Regions from separate parts of the Mus musculus genome. Here region 2 is linked to region 1. A link is a contact called in public promoter capture Hi-C data. All regions are on one chromosome and are shown on one strand. Each heading gives the region's core, a stretch centred on a gene start, on an enhancer-like site or on the middle of the called end of the contact. The rest is flanking DNA. Distances are from core to core; before and after follow the strand shown.

Region 1 (6,077 bases), core at 3,217-5,716:
ATGTTCTCCAACCAACAGTCATCTGCAATCCACTCACTTCCCTGACTTCCTGATCTATATTTTTGCATAGAACTTGACATGAGTGTTTCTTCATGAGCCCGTTGTCTGCCAAGTAAAAGCCAAATTCATCTCTGAATGTTGGCATGTTGTTTCTCTCAAGTAAACGCAGCAAAAGCCAAATTGCTGTAAGGTAGTGATTGTGGACAGGTTTCAGCAAGCAAACCTGCCTTTCAAAAGGATAGATTTTATCTTCCAACCTGAAGCTTTAAATGCTATTGACACATGTTCAGTGTATTCACTTATACTAATTTACTCCAAACTGAGGTTAAGTGCTCAATTAATGTCACACTGGATTAATTCAGGCTCCTTAACATGACTGGATTAGCTAGAAAGCACTCTTGATAGCAGATCTGACAGTCTGGAAAGCTCATACAATCTTAATGGAGAATCTGTATTTCCCCGAGACTGCCATCAAGATCCTAGCTGTATTTTCATCTACACCATTCAGACTTTTATCTCATGTCATTTAAAAATTGTTACAGACCAACTCCACAGAAAAGATTTTCAATATTGTCTTTTAAATTTTTTTTCTCATGGAAAAGGCTATATGGTAACTGTAACCAACCTTTTTGCCAGATAGGGTCTATGTGGCTCTGGAACTCGCTATATAGACCAGGCTGGCCTTGAACTCAGAGATCTGCCTGCTTCTACCTCCCAAATTCTGAGATTAAAGGTGTGTGCCACCTTAAGGTCTTTTCTTTGGGGGGGGGGGGGAAGGAGGCTGGAGATCAAATCTAGAGTCACGTATGTATTATGTAGGTAAGCACTATCCTGAGTAAGGTCCCAAAAGAATATTATCAGTATCTCCAACAAACACACACCGTAAACACTCCAAAATGTTCTGTCGATTAAACAGCAAACTCTTCTGCCTCCATGGCTGACTTCCAGGAACATAATCTGGTGAAGATCATCATGCTGAAGGTTCAGGCCCACCAGAAGCCGGACAAGCCAGAGCCACATGCTTCAGTTAAATCATGACTAAACAGAATCCAAACCAGCAGGACGTCTGTCCTCCCTAATCACATCTGTGATTGCTACATTACAAGGCAAGAGTGATAATATAGATCAGCCAAATGCCTCTGTTAGAGAAATGCAGCAATATGGTAGAGCTAATAAGCTAAGAAGAACCCTTTGAATGTCACTGGTCTGGCTTACAGCAGGAAAGGAAGTCAGAGAGACTGCAGAACCATGAACATTAAAACACCATGGCTAACGTGACAATGGAGAAATAAGATCCATGTGTTGAGAAATGCAGGACTCAGGGAATAAAATGCACCACAACTCATGCATCTAATTTCTGCCACCAAGGTCAAAGAACTCAAAAGAGCCCCTCTTCCCCCCCCCACCCCCCACGCCCCCTTTCTGTGGACACAAAAGCCAGTCTCATTCCAAGCTGCATTTCAGCTTCCACACCCTGAATCCAGTCTATCTGGGCTTTGAAACCACAGGACTGGGACACAGAAAATATTAATAGGATGACACCAAGCAGTTAACCTGGGATGGTCTGTTCTATGGCCACAGATAGCCAGTACCCAGTACAAAGTACTTCTCTTCACTGCTGAAAATTCTCAAATCCAATAGGGCTCTTGTTTTAGTCATTTACCCCCTTCCTTTTCTAGAGCTTACACTTCTCTATGTCCATGGAAAACTGTCTAGGAAACATCACTAACCCCAACCCAAATTATTTTATATGTAAAAACAAGACAAATGTTTTTTTGAGACAGGGTTTCTCTGTGTAGTCCTGGCTGTCCTGGAACTCATTATGGCTGGCCTCAAACTCAAGAGCTCCACCTGCCTCTGCCTCCCAAGAGCTGAGATTGAACACGTGCACCACTGCAGCCTGGCTGTGAGACAGGTCCTTACTATACAGCCCCAGACGGTCTCAGACTTGTAATGCTCCCACATCAGCTTCCCAAGGCATTGGACTGCAGGCACGAGCCACCACGCCCAGCCTGAAGAAGAAAAACTGTGTTTGTTTGGATGGAATCCAGCTTGATTTTGTCATTTTTTTTCCTCTGTCTATTTTTATTTTACAAGTACAGGTATTTTGCCTAAATGTATGTCTGTGTATCACATATGTGCCTGGTGCCTATGAAGGCCAGAAGAGGGCATCAGATCCCCTGGGGCTAGAGATATAGACAGTTGTGAGCTGCCCTATGGGTGTAGGGATGGAACCTGTCCTCTGGAAGAGCAGCCAGTGCTCTTAACCACTGATCGTCTCTCTAGTCCGATTCTGCTCCTTTAAAATAAACCCACAATGACAAAAGAGAAACTAATCTATAGCCCCACCCATGCCAATAAACTCAGGCAGGCATAATGACATAGAAACTCTGTACAAACTCTCAACTTGTAAAGTCACCAAATAAATATGTACACAGAGTCAGAAAATTATTTTAATAGTTACAAAACATTTTTTACAGAATCAGTATAAAATAGCAATTGATTATTTTATAATTATGAGAATTAGACTTGAGGTCTTGGCTGAATGGGGCTGAACCAACCAAAGGTCTCAGCCTGCTGGCTCAGAGACCACCCTCAGAACCTGGCCCTGCTGACATCTGTCATGCCCAGGCGATGAGATGACCGAGTCTTAAAAAAACTCTCTCTCTACTCATTCTTTGGAGGCTTGAAGTGAACTCGGCAGCGTTCATTAAACACCTAAGATATTCAAACAGAAACAAAAGTCACCCAGATATCCTGTATAAATCAGCCTGGATATAAATTCAGATCAACAGAATTGGAGTATGTTACCATGATGTAGGGTTCGGAAACAGTAAGTCTCTTTAGCACACCAAATTAAGCATAATGTATACCTTGGTAACATTCAGTAGACAATGTCAGCACCCATTTGCTGGCTGGACCTGTCTTCTGCTAAATTATGTGTATTTGTGTATTTCTTGTTTTGATCACCTTGCTTCCAAAAATTTGAAACAACATCTCAGAAATGTCGAGAAAGCCTTTAGACTAAATGGGGCTAGTTACAGAAAGTTCTTGGTAGAAGAATTCAGAGGGGTCAACGGTGTAAAAAGGATAAGGAAGCGATTAACATTCTTATGTGAGAAGACTTCTGATGTGCGTTAAAGAACACATACACATTCATCATACTTCTGTGACAAAGGAAACTCAATACAAGGAGCAAGCCGCCGGCACGTGAAAGCACATCCCTCCCTCCAAGCGGAAGACCTCACAGCAGAGGCAGATGCTCACTGCACACCCGTCAATGGTTTGAATTTGCATTTTGAGGCAGGGTCTTGCTTTGTGGTTTATACTGGCCTTGAACTTGCTATTTGTTTGGCTTGGCCTGAAACTCACAATCCTCCTGCTGTAGCCTCCTGAGTTATGGGCCACCATGCCTGGCTAAGTTTTGACTTTTCTGTGGGCTAATGATAGAATAATACTCTCTTGATGCCTAAGCGCAGCCCACTGCTAAGTGTCCTGAGAACACTTGGGTCTCCTGGGATGTAATCCCAGCATACTGAAGAGCACCTGGATATCACATCCAAAAGGTTCCACTCTATCACACTTGGCGTGTTCCAAAATCCTCTGGACAGCCTCTCGAAAGCCAGACATTCACCACACCCCTTTCACATCAGCCCCAGAGTAAATTATCTTCTTCAGAGAATGTATGAATATACAATCATTGCCAAACCTTCCAAGGAGCACAGCCCTCAAGCTGATAGAAGGACAAGTTCAGGCTACATTTTGGCCAGGAAGACAGGATAAAGAAATGCCATAAGACACTCAATTTATAGTCTGTAATTTGGTCATGTCTTCGCATGCTGTGAGTCTTTTTAAATTTAATGACACAGTAAAAAAAAAGGTGACTACAAGTAGGTAGAGGATGATTTCACTCACGACTTTAAAAACAGTTAACAAGCCTGGCCATGCATATGAAATCTGGAAGGTCACACAGCAAGACACCAGCATCGCTCTGCTTAACGACTGCTTTGCTTTGCTTTTATTTCTTTTCTTTCTCTTTCTTCCTTGTTTGTGAACATTGTGAAACAAAATTATTTCTGCAACCAAAGCTCCTGACGAGATAAGCAATTATTAAATGCCAGAAGTCAGTCAGTGCCCAGCGGCTAATATTTAACCCTAATGAGACCTAGAGGAGAGTGGGGGAGCTAAGTCTGCCTGCTCTTTCCTTCTCCTTAGTGTTCCCTGTGTAACTGCATTCAATGAGACTCCATGAATATTAACCGACACAATTGCAGAATAATGCTGGCAACTTTGTTTTTATGAAAAGTAACTACACAAAAGGCTAAGTTTAACAAATAACCTCTTTGAAAGTTCTCTTTACTACAGTAAAAACTCTGAATGTTAACCATATACAGTTAGTGTTAGGAGATACAAAGAACGTATCTAACCCCCCTCTGTAGGTCACAGATCCTCTGAAGTTAACAGCACTCACACCCTCAGCGTTGCTGGGGTTCTTTGTTCTCAGAGCCTGCCTGCACTGCCCTCCCCTGGTTGTCTCCTGCTTGTTCAGTTTTTCTCCTATTTCTCTATAAAAATCAACATTATTTCCTACCTTCCAGCTCCTGTCATTTACCACTTCTTCGACATTTAGTTCTGACTGCATCCATTTCAACTGCAAGAGAAAAATAGGAATTCTGAACTGTAAAGAGTTAAAACTATAGCACCCAGTGCTGGAGGAATGGTGATAGGGTAGATACAGGCAGATCCTGGGGACCTGCTGGCCAGCCAATTTAGCTAACACTGCAAGCTCCCACATGAGTGAGACCCTGCCTCAAAAAATAAGCTGGAGAAGTGATTGAGGAAGACATCCCGACATAACCTCTGGCCTCACGTACACCAGCGCAGAAGACCATACCCCACCCCCCATATGTACTCATATACAACATAAAGAGAAAATCAATTTTTACAAAGCATATGTAATGTGCATTAATTAGTAAGCTGTCATTTTTGTTTGAGCTCTCTGAGACACTGGCCCTGGAAGCACTGTCCCTCCACAATTCAGACCCAAGCATGCCTGTCTCAAGGCGTCCTCCAAGGCCCTGTGTCTAGGGATGAGCTGGCCCTACTCACTCTGTGACAGGGAGGAAAAGAGCAGCAAACCAGCTCAAGAATAAAATTTCCCTGAAAACTAGGAAGCACGGCATTTCTAATGGACATCACCACTGCTTCTATCAGACAGAAACACGCCTCCAAGGGAAGGAGGCCAGAAGTTCAGCTACAGGAAGCTCATCCACGGAGAGAAAGCTCACCGGAACTGCCAGCTGACTGCCTCCCCGTTAGGATGTTATTCCACCCGGAAGCCTCACCCAGGGGACACTGGCCTGCCTGGGACTCCTAGTGGAGCTTTCCCCAGCCAATTCCTGCTAGATAATTCAAGAACCCAAATCAATGGTGTTCCACATGGGGAATGTTAAGACCTGTGCTGGAGGAAGCGAGGATGTACCCAAGGAAAGCAGGCCTCCCATGTGCCTACTGTTGATCAAGGCGGAAACACCTTCTGTGCCTGACACTGTGGTTACAGGTTAGCATGAAGGCAAGCAAGCCTTTTCAGCTCTCTTCTGCCTTCTCTTGTCGACAAAACACCAACTACTAAAGGTCACTGACATCTCTGTAGGTGTTTGTCGGGATATAAAATGTCTCTAATTCTCAATTTTGTGTGACCTCTGCCCCTGGAGCAGTGAGGTATAAAAATCAAAGATGTTAAGAAGTTTGTTTAAGACTTGCAACAGACAGAAAAAAAGAAAAACAGAAAATTGATACCAATAGAGTACAGTCTTATTTTGCTACATTGTGCCTTATATATATAATTTTAATTCAGTTCTCATTTAAAGAAACAAAAACAGTAAGTAGGTAAGAAAGAGGTGGAAAATATGAGATAATTTTTGATAAGAAAGGTTAGAAAGAACTTACTTTGTTCTCTTACTATAAAACCTCTATGAAAATGCTTCCGTGAAGCATGGAGCTTGGGGTGATCTAGTTTGGTGTTTCCAGGCCACGGTCACTCACATTTGGCTCCAGAATAAGCTAGCTCATATTTG
Region 2 (5,816 bases), core at 3,296-5,795, 600 kb before region 1:
TCTCCTGTGTGTAACAGGGCATGGGAGTTCTGGAAGGGATTTCAGGAGACCTCCAGGGGATGGAAACATTCCAAGTGGACACTTTCCCAGCACACACAGCCTTTTCACCCTGAGAGGCTCCATGTTGCTATCCACCATATTGGGGATTTTGTAAGATTTCACTAGTTCTAAGCATGATCCACCCGTCCACCCTGGCACCTACAGGAAATCACTCATGCTTTGTCTAGTGATCTTATCCCCCGTGTCAGTTGTAGGATTTCCCAAATCGTAAGAATATGGCTGGACAGCTGATGGTTCTGTAAAGTACCAATACAACTCTTCTACAAGTGGGGCATAGAAGCAGTTGCCTTTCATCCCAGCACTCTGAAGGCAGAGGCAGGTGGATCTCTTTGAGGACAGCCTAGTTTACACAGAGAGCTCCAAGACAGCCAGGGCTATATAGAGAGACCTTGTCTCAATCAACAAACAAACAAAAACAAAACAAAACAAAATAAACCAAAAAAAATCAAAACAAAAAACCTTTTTACAAAAGCGCAAATGACAGGAATTTCTTTAGGCACGAGAGGGAAGCTAAACTTGACTCTAAAAATGAACTCAGAGAATGGACGAAAGCAAGAGAACTATGAGCCAATACTGCTGAATGGCTGCTGTGCTTATTTTAGCCTCGCTTAATACCTTACTTTAGGGAACAAGAATTGAGATATCATTTATGTGATTAAAAAAATTCTTCCTAAAAATGACTTCTAAGAATAGCAAAAGATCCCACAACTGGCAAGTGATCTTTACAGAGCTCAGGGCCCAGTGATGGGAACTTCACAAGACTCCCTGACCTTAGCACCTTCCTCTGGAACTTCACAATTCTATCGCTGGTCTGTGCGGCACAACTGTGGAAACTCAGATGCTAATCAGGGGCTTGGCTTGACGCTTCTCAACAAGCAAAATGGAACAAGTCGCCAGACCACAAAGGAACTCACTTAAGTGCAGGGGTTTCCAATAAGTGCGTTGCAATTGGAATAGCTGGTCTTCAGAAAACCGACTCAACGGTTGCCTAGTCAACAGTTTTTGTGTGCAGATTATCGTCTCTGAGTTTTAACATCAATAATACTTCATGCTAGTTATCATTTTATCTGACACAGTAACAGAATTTTGTGAACCTTTTGTTTCTATATTATAACCCTTACATATGTCTACACGCTGCTGTACTGTCACACACATATGTCCTCTGACTGTAAGTTGTGGGAGAGTTTTTGATAAGCATTGTTTTTGTAAGACTCTGCAAACAAGTAATGTCTCTACAGTTTTATCTGAAAGGTATTTTGTGATGTTTAGTTTAAAAATAAGGAAAAAGGTAAAGACTGGGGAAATGGGCTCATTCCTAGGATTTCTTGAGGGGGTGCAATGCCATAGCTATTGTGTTTGAATGGAAGCCACACAAAAAGAGATGGTCTGGCTGGGTGTATGGGCAGCAATGGTGGGAAGGACTAAATTTACATATTTTCTCAATGAAAACAGTTGAAGCAACTCACCCAAAGTTATGAGTATTCAGAGGCAGAGTTTGAAGTCTAACTACACAGTCACTGCTATAGCTTGGGCTTGGAGTGTTTCCCAAAGGCCCAAGTGTTAAAGATTTGGACCCAGTTTGGCACCATTGAGAGGTGCTAGAACATTCAATAGATGGGGGCCTCGAGGAAGGTAATTGGAAAGTGGCCTCAAGGAACATATTGGGACCCCGGTCCTATCCTGTTGCTCTGTCACTATTCTTAGCCACCTTGAAGAGGGCAGCCTCTTCTACCATGTGACCCTATGTGAATTCACTGCCTGATCACAGCCCCCAAAGCAATGAGGCCAACCAACCATGGACTGAGAATTCTAAGATTGTGAGCCAAGATAAACCTTTCCTCTTTTCAACTTGATTGCCTCAGTTATTTTGTTATAGTAACAGCCATCTCACTGTTCCTTGTGTTTCCTAGCCACAAAAGAAGAACAAGTAAGTTTCTTCAAGCTTAGCTTTAAACAGTCTTACTTGGGTCCAAATCATAGCTAGTCCTATCACCATGGTTAAGGCCTCCTTCATTTTGTACAAGCAGTATATAGAGTACTTTTAAGCCTTTTAATTAATTCTTACAAAAACTGTATGAAATGATATTATTATCCATGTTTACTGCAGGCTTTAAAGAGTTCAGTAAATTACCAGAGTCACACAGACATCTATTATACAAACTCAAAAAAGCATCATCTAGAGCAGCAGTTCTCCACCTTCCTAATGCTGCGACCCTTCAATACAGTTCCTCATGTTGTGCGGACCCCCAACCATAAAATTATTTCGTTGCTACTTCATAACTATAATTTTGCTACTGTTATGAATCATAATATGAATATCAGTGTTTTTGATGGTCTTAGGCGACCCCTGTGAAAGGGTCATTTGATCGCCAAGAGAGTCTCAACCCACAGGCTGAGAATCACTGGTCCATAGAGCAGATGCAGTATTACTGATGGCACGCCACATAGTCAGGGACAATATCTGTCAAAGTAGCTATTTCCCCTCAGAGTGCCGGGGTCTCAGTTTCTCATCTGTGAAATGAAAGTGAACCTGGATAATCATTGTAGACTTCACTTTCCACACTCTGGTAAAACACCGACCAACTTCCACTTAGGGAAGACCAGGCTAGCACCACACCCTGTAATATTGTCGTGTCTCAAGGGCCTAGCGACTAACATCATGTGGCTGGCTCAGAGACTTGGAGCCATGCTTTTTACAGTTAGTGTGTTGGATACTCTAGTATATATTTGGCTATAGTGGCTGTATTTTTTTAATGCCCATTGAAAATGTTCAAACAAACAAAAACAAAAAAACTGGGCAGTTTAAAATATTTAGGGCACCAGGGTTTATACCCTGACAGGTTCTTCATCTGCAGGCATTCTTGTTCTGTCTAGAAGACTGACTGCTCCATCAGAAGACCCAGGTTGGGAAACATGATGTCAGGGGCTGATGGAAGCAGACCTCTATTTTCCTAAGGCAGCTCAAACAGGAATTTTGTCCCCAGCTGCCACAGACTTGGAGAAGAAAAATTCAACATACTGGAGAAAAGACTGTAGATAACTCCAGAATTCTTACAAATTTGCACTTAGGGTCTAAGTTGGTTAACTATTCTGGTGGTGTTTGAGTACCTAAAGCCTAACGAGGCTACACATGCTTCCTGTCCACTGTGTACGTTCAGCATCTAGTTGTTAGCTTTAGACATCTTATAAAGCCTCCGTCTGGCCAAACAAGTTGAAAGCCAGCCTGCCACAGGAATGCTGCCTTTTCTCGGTTCCCTACCCTTTTGCAACCCTCCCTCCTTTTATTCCCAACATTAAGCTCTGGTAGACTCTAGTTTCCGTGAGATTTGATTACATCTGAGCAACTCTCTAGCTCATAGAAAGGGCATTCTGCCTCCATTTTCATATTACATCTGCCTGGACGAACCATTGAAGCTTCCAATTGGTCGGCGAGCAAACTGATATTCCCAAAGGGGAGCAAGTGGGAAGTGAGTCGGAATAAAACTGGGTGGACCGTCCAAAGGAAATGAAAATTCTTGTTTGCAGAGTCACAGCTACAGGCTAATGTGAACAGAGCCCAGAGAGCCTTCCCTTCTCTCTCCTTTCCTATTCGGCCTCACTCACAGACAAGACCTTTTGCCCTGTTTCCAAGAGGTACCTTAAGACATTCAGATTCTGAGTGAGACCCTTAGTGTGGAGGTAGAAAGAAAGGTGCAGGGCAGCCGGACGGGCTGATAAAGAGGAGGTGGACGCAAAAAGGAGGAAAATATCAAATGACAGGTACTAGCGGATGGCCTGTAAGAGACTCAAATTTATGCCCAACACTCCTTCATACACTACCGACGCAATCTAACTTGTCAGGAAAGAATAAATGTACTCTGGGCCAAAATGGTTGTCGTCGCATCTACACTCTGAAAGCAAGTTTGACACGGGGTAAAGGACAGGGAAAGGGGTATTAAGAAGTTGAAGAATGGTGATTTCGCCTGTATAGATTCGGTTTTAGGCATCAAGCATCTAACAACACCTGTTGGGGCGTAAATCCAAAGGCTGGGGTTTCTTTTTGATTGCATGTTTCCGAAGGCCCTGGGCTAATAAAGGAAGAAAACAACAGGTTCCCACTGGCCGACTCTCGATCCGGCCCCTGCACCTCCCGGTGCCAGGAGCTACCCAAGTGCACCGCCCCGCGGGTGGCCGGCTCTGCAGGGCCAGGCAAATGGCTTCCTGTCTCGTGTGGCCCCGGATGGGACTCCCCCTTTTTTCAGGGCTCACCTGCTGGGAGCCAGGTGAAGAGGAGCAGGCCAGCAGCGAGCAATCCGCAGCCCATGCTGGCCCCCTCGCTGGCTACAGAGGCTCAAGGGCCCCGGAGAGGCGAGTCTTTCTTCATCAGCCGCCGGCCAGGACACGCATCTCCGAGGAGCCCGTAGGTCGAACTATGCGACGGGAGCGTCCCCTCTGGCCCCCACAGGTACGGCCCAGCCCACCGGTACCTGAGGCTCTCTGAGCTCCGCCCCAGCCCAGGGCTGTCTCGGTTTCCTGCTCCGCCCCGGCTTGGGGACCGCAAGCCTCCGCCCTACCTGTCACAGGCTGCCAGGTGACCCATCTCCGCAGGAAACAGAGCCTCTAGCCGTCTCCGTCTGCGCGCGCGGAGGAACTTGTCACTGGCTCCCCTAATTTCTAAGTCACCCTCACCCCTTGCAATTCTTTCCTGGTTCTAGAATTACGTGGCTGCAACTTCTTAGGGAGTAGTATTTCTCGTTGATGCACCTCTCTGTCTCTCTGTCTCTCTCTGTCTCTCTGTCTCTCTCTCCCTCCCCCTCTGTCTCTCTCTCTCTCTCTCTCCCCCTCCCTTTCACACACACACACACACACACACACACACACACACACACACACACACACTGAAAATACACTTCTGTACACTTCTGATGTTTATACCTAATGTCTTCTTGTCTTTCTTTATTCAAACTAAAGATTCTAAAAAGTAGAGCAGGAACCAGAGACCGCAAATTTATTTTTCCACGCTTATAAAATGAACACATGCTCACAGGAAAATAGGGAAAGTGTAATGGAGAAAGAAAGACCCTCTCTCACTGTACATAGATTCGGTTAGTGGTGATGTATTTTTTCCTTAGGTTTTCCACCCATCTTTCCTCGTAGCTCAGCAACCATGCACAGATCTCAGATAGCTCAAGACCAAGGTTTAGACCTTTGACCCAGTGAGGACAACTAGTTCTCTTAGCCACCATACCCAGTCTTTAGTGTTCCTTGGCAGGAAGTGAGTAGGGCCATGGGAATTTATAACTACTAAAAGAAAGGGGAGAAAGGCAAAGTGGCCTTATCAAACCAATCAAGACATTAACTTGGAAAGTCACGCATATTCTGGGCAATGTAAATAGATAGCAAGGCAGTTTACACACTCTTTCCTTATAGGGATTTTCATTGTCTGCTATATTCTCCTGTAAGAAGATTGTTCCTCCTTTCACCTCTCCCACCTCCAGCCTCCCCTGCCCATCACCTGCTTCAAGAATAGCATTATAAAGTGCTATTAAACAGAGCTCAGGAGGCCTCCACCCTGGTCACTGAACAGGATGCAGCTATTATTTCTCAAGAGCACCTACCTCTCTTGTCTTGCTAGGCTTTCAAGGACACTCTCTTCACTGTTGCTGCTAGTGTTCTCTATCCCCTTCCTAGCCAATGAAGCAGGCTTGTCCTAGATCTGTAGAAACACACACACACACACACACACACACACACACACACACACACACACACACACG

The links. Promoter capture Hi-C pulls out the DNA fragments that hold promoters and counts their contacts.
Region 2: a promoter capture Hi-C map of liver shows a contact between it and region 1, with 3 times the contacts expected there. The contact joins the promoter of Ildr1 here to the enhancer-like site in region 1. A contact is called at or near these places in 13 of 39 promoter capture datasets (the 3T3-L1 cell line, 3T3-L1-derived adipocytes, the C10 cell line and 8 more), 1 of 484 Hi-C or Micro-C datasets (embryonic stem cells), 2 of 115 datasets of contacts at active chromatin or transcription factors (both in embryonic stem cells) and 1 of 9 other capture datasets (embryonic stem cells).

What each region holds. Positions count from the first base shown.
Region 1 is chr16:36,088,475-36,094,551 of GRCm38.p6, reverse strand. It overlaps Ccdc58 (coiled-coil domain containing 58), which reads right to left. Exons shown (of 5, transcript NM_198645.2): 4 at 4,592-4,651; 5 at 2,434-2,718. The coding sequence ends at 2,668. Among named protein-coding and RNA genes, the nearest start is that of Gm41450, 11 kb to the left of the region's middle. Within about 2 kb of position 4,466, at least 12 of the 459 cell types and tissues checked have an H3K27ac peak or open chromatin away from gene starts, as enhancers often do. A contact at or near this core is called in liver, where this site is marked.
Region 2 is chr16:36,692,707-36,698,522 of GRCm38.p6, reverse strand. Ildr1 (immunoglobulin-like domain containing receptor 1) reads right to left here and starts at 4,545. Exons shown (of 8, transcript NM_001285788.1): 1 at 4,309-4,545. The coding sequence starts at 4,363.